Linked DNA regions of Mus musculus: region 1 is linked to region 2. Evidence: chromatin contacts called from public Hi-C data. All regions are on one chromosome and are shown on one strand. Each heading gives the region's core, a stretch centred on a gene start, on an enhancer-like site or on the middle of the called end of the contact. The rest is flanking DNA. Distances are from core to core; before and after follow the strand shown.

Region 1 (2,888 bases), core at 335-2,834, 37 kb before region 2:
GGTTCCATTAACCTTGATAGTTGCCACTCGAGTGTCTGCTCCTTGGACATTCTGGGCAACGCAGGTGTACCTTCCTGAGTCTTCAATCTGTATGTTTGCTATCTCCAAGGTGCCCTCACTACTCAGCTTGTATTTGTCTGAAAGAGTTTCCACGGTTATCTTATTTCCAATGGGAGTGACCCAGTAAATCTCTGGTTCTGGCTCAGCCATGGCCCGACAGTCTAGGAAAAGTGTTGTACCAATGTCCATGTTTAGATGATTAGGGAATGTATCGTGCGATATCATCGGGAGGCACTGCTCACTTGAGTCCTGGATTAGGACCTCCTTCACCTGCTGCCCCCTGTATTCCGGTGGCATGGCACAGAACATGGAGAGGGGCTCCATGAAGCGAATGTTGGTTTTGTTGGAGTTGATCCAGTGGATGACACAGTCACACCTCAGCGGGTTGCTGTGGATGCTGATCTCACGCAGATTGGGAAGAGATTCCACTGTTTTTTGGTACACGGCATTCAAGGCATTGTTGTTCAACATTAAGCTTTCTAGAGCCGGCACACTACGGAAAGCCAAACGGTGGATGTATGACAGTTTGGGGTTATTGGTTGCTTCGAGCTTTGTCAATTCTGGCAAGTTATCCAGGGCATAGCGGTCCACGGAAACCAGCTCTCCCATGTTGTTGATTCCCAGTTCTTTTAACCGAAGCATATTTTTAAAGTCTCCTTCTTGGATTTTGTGAATAGGATTTTTATTGAGGTCTAAAAATTTCAAATTTGGAACTTTTTGCAGGGCAAGTTGAGGGACTTTGATCAGTTTGTTGTCATAGAAAGACAGGCTCTCGAGGCTATCCAAGCCTACCAAGGCGTTTCCGGGAACATCAGTGAGGTACATTCCTGCTAACACTAGGCTTCTCAGGTTGGAGAGAGGTCTGAAGTTCATGTCCAGGATTCCAATCACAGGGTTTTCCCCAATCATGAGAATTTCCAGGTTGGGAGTGGAATCAAACCAGCGGCTATCGATCACTTTCAACTTATTGGAATTCAGGTGCAGCCTCAAGAGATTTTTCAAGCCAGAAAAGGCGTTGGCAGAGATTGTGCTGATCTGGTTGTGGTTGATGTAGAGTTCTTGAAGGTTGCTGAGGTCTTGCAGACAGTAATCCGTCATCTCTGAAATCTGATTTTCCTCTAGATGCAGGGTTGTGAGCTGGGTCAAGTTTGCCAGCCCTACCTCTTTGATGTTTGTAAAGTTGTTCTGGGAGAAATCCAGCTCGGTCAAGTTGAAGAGCTGCTGCAGCTCGTCCACGGTCTTGGCGATGTTATTGCTCTGTAAGAGAAGCACTTGTGTGTCACTAGAGAGGTTGCCAGGGATCCTGGTTAGGCGGAGGTCATTACAATCCACGGTGGTGGCTTCTCTGTAGGTGGACTGTGGGGTAAACCAAGGACGAATTTCACAAACACAAAGCTGGGGACACTCACTAGTCAGTATGGAAGATTCAGTTAATGAAGTTATCAGCAAGCCCAGCACCACCTGGCAAGCTGCTTTCCCAGTGCTCAATCTGGCCATGGTGGCTTGCCAACCACACCCAGTTCCTGACCGAGATCTGAACACGATTCAGTGGCAAGGAGAACAGCAAGCAGATAGTGTAAACATTCAAGCAAGTCTCACTGGAAAAGAATTCCGGAGTCTGAAGGTTTTTCTGAACTTCCCAAGAGGCAGGAAGCAATCTGAAGTCCTTGAACCGTATCACTCAATGCCAGGCATGTGCACAGGTCCTTGTGGGAGTTACTTCAGCCAAATCAAAGTCTGGAGACGTGTCTGAAAATCAGATCAGGGGAGATGTTATGCTTATTGTGTAGACTGCCTTTTGTTTACTACAAAGGGTATAGTCACTCATATAGCTGAAGAAATGTGTTCAGAATGCTTGCAGAATATCCACGCAGACTCTGAGCCTTAGGATGCTCTTATTATGGCCCACTTATTGCACTAACACTAGCTAGAACTCCTTTATCTTTATAATTAGAACCGCACATACTTTAGGATAGGCATTAAACACACACTCATACTTGAAATACCCAGGAAAACCTAAAGATACCATTTATTTAAAAACCAAGATTATTTTAGAAAGTCCATGTTTATGTTTCTAAAAAGATGAACAGACACTCTTAGTAAAACCAAAACATGGATGGTAGTTCATGAAAGATTCTGGGAATCTTAAATTATCTGTGATATTTTCATTAATACAACATTTGTTTTCAGAGACTCTTTCTCCTCCAAATGCTACATTCTGTAGACACATTCAGCAAGACTGTTCCAAGTTCAAATACTTATATGTAAGAAATTAATTTAGCAAAGCTATGGAAGGAAAATAGCAACTATATTTTATTCTACTCTATTCCCCTATATTCTAATAACCATCTGATCTTGGCTGAATAAAGCAGTGACTACTATGCCTCTCTACAAATTTTTTATAAACACACAAATGTATTCAATATGTACATGTTAAAATATGTCTCAAGCAAGAAACAGATGTGTGGAAGAACACTAGCAGGGTGAGAATCTAACTTCAATCTCTAGCACTGAAAAAGAAATATGTATATACCTAATATCTATGTTTTAATTAGCTCCTTGGAATTTCACTGTCTACTTAACAGCCACAGGCCAAGGATAGGTTATATCGTCTCTCAATTTATTCAATTACAAAATAGGGTTTCTCAGCAAGGAGTCTTACATTCTTATTGAAGAACTGAATCTGTTGCAAAGCAAAAACTAGAAATTTATATAAAACTCTGTGTGTGCAATATTTGGCACATATTAAATGCTCATAAAAGTTGTATTTGTCATGTATTGTCATGTTGTTGTGTTACTATGCATGTGGTCTTAGCTAAATAGTAGTT
Region 2 (2,758 bases), core at 137-2,636:
GCGGGGGGAGGAAGGGAGGGAACCCAGCCAGCCAAGGACTTCCCTCTGAGGTAGCGGTGACCGCAGGAACCTAGGAAGCACCGAATCAGTAGGCAGCAGCCCACACCCCTCTCCTTGCAGCACAAAGGACACTCGCTGGCAAACTTTCCTAGTCACTGACCCCAGAGCAGAATGCCTGGAAAAGATCAAGACTTCCCTGAAATTTCCACGTCTGTAGCAAGCCTCCTTAAGGGAGCTACCCCTTCTAGGCTCAAAACAGTTTTCTCCTCCTTGGACCACATAACAGTTGAGTATGTTCTCCCCAATGCTCTGACTTCAGTATCCTCAGTGTTTTGTTAATTACACTCCTTGCTCTTTATTCTTAGCATCGTAGCCTCTGCCGAGACCTTTTCCTCTCCCCACAACCTGCCACCTTTCTTTCCTTTTGACCCCATTTCCAACTCCCTGGGTCTTCTGTCTGCTCTCTTCCCAGGTCCCCAGCTTCTTTCCCCTGATCACAGCACCAAGCCTTCTCTTCTCTTTCCCCCTCTGATGGGTCCCTGAGATCCTGGGGCCTCAGCTCCAGTCACTGCCTTTTGCCCATTTCTGTCTGGCCTTTCTTCTCAACTATTGCTCTCGCTCGCCCTGCTTCATTTTGAAGGCAAGAGGGTGATCGGTAGATTCTCCTTTCCCGACTTCGTTTTTCCTCCTTGCTCGAGAAACCGCGCCCCCTTGTTCCCCTTAGCCCTGAGATCTTATCCCGAGGTTTCTCAAACGCAGTAGGGTCCGCCAAGCTGCCAAGTTTGTCTCTACTTCCTCCCTGCTGCCTCCCACACCTCCCGCTGCCTCCCACACCTCCTGCTGCGGCCCAGTTGGTCCGGGCACTTACCCTAAGGCTGGGCTGACAGGGGTGTTGGGGTGCGCACGGAGCGGGTGGTGGTGGCAGCAGCAGCCACTAGCCGGAGGATGAGGACCGGCAGAGCAGCGCCTCCACCCAGCCCGCAGCGCGCACTGGCTCCTTGGGGGACCCCCAGCAGAGCACCAAGATGCAAGGCGAGACAGCCGCGGGAGCAACAGCTGCTGCGCGGGGCTGGGCTAAATCGCGTTCTTGGGGGTCGTGGTAGAGACAGGCGGGAATAGGAAAGAGGGTAGAAGAAATGGGGTGCAGAGGGCGGGGCAGCGAAGGATCGGTCTCAAGGAAGGCGCCCGAGGCGCCTCGGAGTGCGGTGGCAAGGATGCCACTGTCTGGGAGGACGCCGCGGGCCCCGGTCCCCGCCCGACAAGCGCTGCAAACCGGGGCGCACGGCCCTCGCCTGGCTTCACGGCTTGCTGCCGGCGCCCTCCGTGCGCCCCGCTTTGTGCTCCCCGCAGCCGGCGTGCACCTGGTGTAAGCAAAAGCGGTCAGCTGATGGGCTGCGCGCCGATTGGCTGCTTAGCGGTCTCCTCCCCTCCCGCCCGACCCCCTTCCCGGCCTCCCCCTCCCGCCCTCCCGCCCGCTACGCCCGCCTAGGCGCAGTCCCGCGCTGGGGCACCATCTGTAGCCCGCCCAACAAAGGGGCAGCTCGGGCCCGCCACCCTGGGCCTGCCAGATCGCTGCAATGCCACTACAGCCGCTGCAGGGAGCAGAGAGCCACTCCTTTTTTCTTTTTTTCATTTTCTTCTTTTTTAAAAAAATAGGGACGAAAGACTGTGACTGGGAGAGGAAGGCAAGGACAGGGGAAGAACCCTTGTAGGAACGCCATAGTCTCCATGGGACTGCAATGGAGTTTTAAGTATGAGATCTGACCCATCCTTTGGAGATAGTTGGCTATGTGGTGCATACATACATACCCGCAGCTGAAATGGTTAATGCCCTTGCCGAACCCAGGGTAGTTCTGTGACCCTTAATTGCGAGGCAAAGCCACTGTGAAATTCTGGAGGCTTTCTGGAAACAATTCTGAAACTTTGAAACTGTGTAGTGTCTGTTTGGTTAGGTGTGAAACTTGTGTTCACATTAGCAGAGGATTGATTGAAAGTGCAGACTGCAGAGCGGTGTGAGGGCAAGGGTGGTGGGAGGCAGGCAAGAGTGTGGAAGGGAGGGTGGAAGTGGTTGAAGACTAGACCTGAACCAGGGTCTCAACTTCAAAGTGACAATCCAAAGCAAGGTTCAGGAAAAGCCTTTGATAAGTGCTATTGGGGGAATCAGCTTTAAGAGAGAGAGAGAGAGAGAGAGAGAGAGAGAGAGAGAGCATCAGCAACTTTGAGAAAGAGAACCTGATTTTATTTCCCCGGGATACTCAAGTCAAGAAATTCTGGGGAATTTGTGAAAGGATGGACCATGTAGAGACTGCCTTATCCAGGGATCCACCCCATAATCAGCATCCAAACGCTGACACTATTGCATACACTAGCAAGATTTTATCGAAAGGACCCAGATGTAGCTGTCTCTTGTAAGACTATGCCGGGGCCTAGCAAACACAGAAGTGGATGCCCACAGTCAGCTAATGGATGGATCACGGGGCTCCCAATGGAGGAGCTAGAGAAAGTACCCAAGGAGCTAAAGGGATCTGCAACCCTATAGGTGGATCAACATTATGAACTAACCAGTACCCCGGAGCTCTTGACTCTAGCTGCATGTGTATCAAAAGATGGCCTAGTCGGCCATCACTGGAAAGAGAGGCCCATTGGACACACAAACTTTATATGCCCCAGAACAGGGGAACGCCAGGGCCAAAAAGGGGGAGTGGGCGGGTAAGGGAGTGGGGGTGGGTATGGGGGACTTTTGGTATAGCATTGGAAA

Evidence for each region. A called contact is a pair of places that touch in the nucleus more often than the background predicts.
Region 1: a Hi-C map of cerebellum shows a contact between it and region 2, with 1.6 times the contacts expected there. The contact joins the enhancer-like site here to the promoter of Lrrn1 in region 2. A contact is called at or near these places in 7 of 484 Hi-C or Micro-C datasets (cerebellar granule neurons, cerebellum, cortical glia and 3 more), 2 of 115 datasets of contacts at active chromatin or transcription factors (embryonic stem cells and neural progenitor cells) and 2 of 9 other capture datasets (adipose tissue and liver).

Annotation. Positions count from the first base shown.
Region 1 is chr6:107,565,912-107,568,799 of GRCm38.p6, reverse strand. It overlaps Lrrn1 (leucine rich repeat protein 1, neuronal), which reads right to left. Exons shown (of 2, transcript NM_008516.4): 2 at 1-1,809. The coding sequence starts at 1,557. Among named protein-coding and RNA genes, the nearest start is that of Lrrn1, 38 kb to the right of the region's middle. Within about 2 kb of position 1,584, at least 8 of the 459 cell types and tissues checked have an H3K27ac peak or open chromatin away from gene starts, as enhancers often do. A contact at or near this core is called in cerebellum, where this site is marked.
Region 2 is chr6:107,528,354-107,531,111 of GRCm38.p6, reverse strand. It overlaps Lrrn1 (leucine rich repeat protein 1, neuronal), which reads right to left and starts at 1,386. Exons shown (of 2, transcript NM_008516.4): 1 at 869-1,386.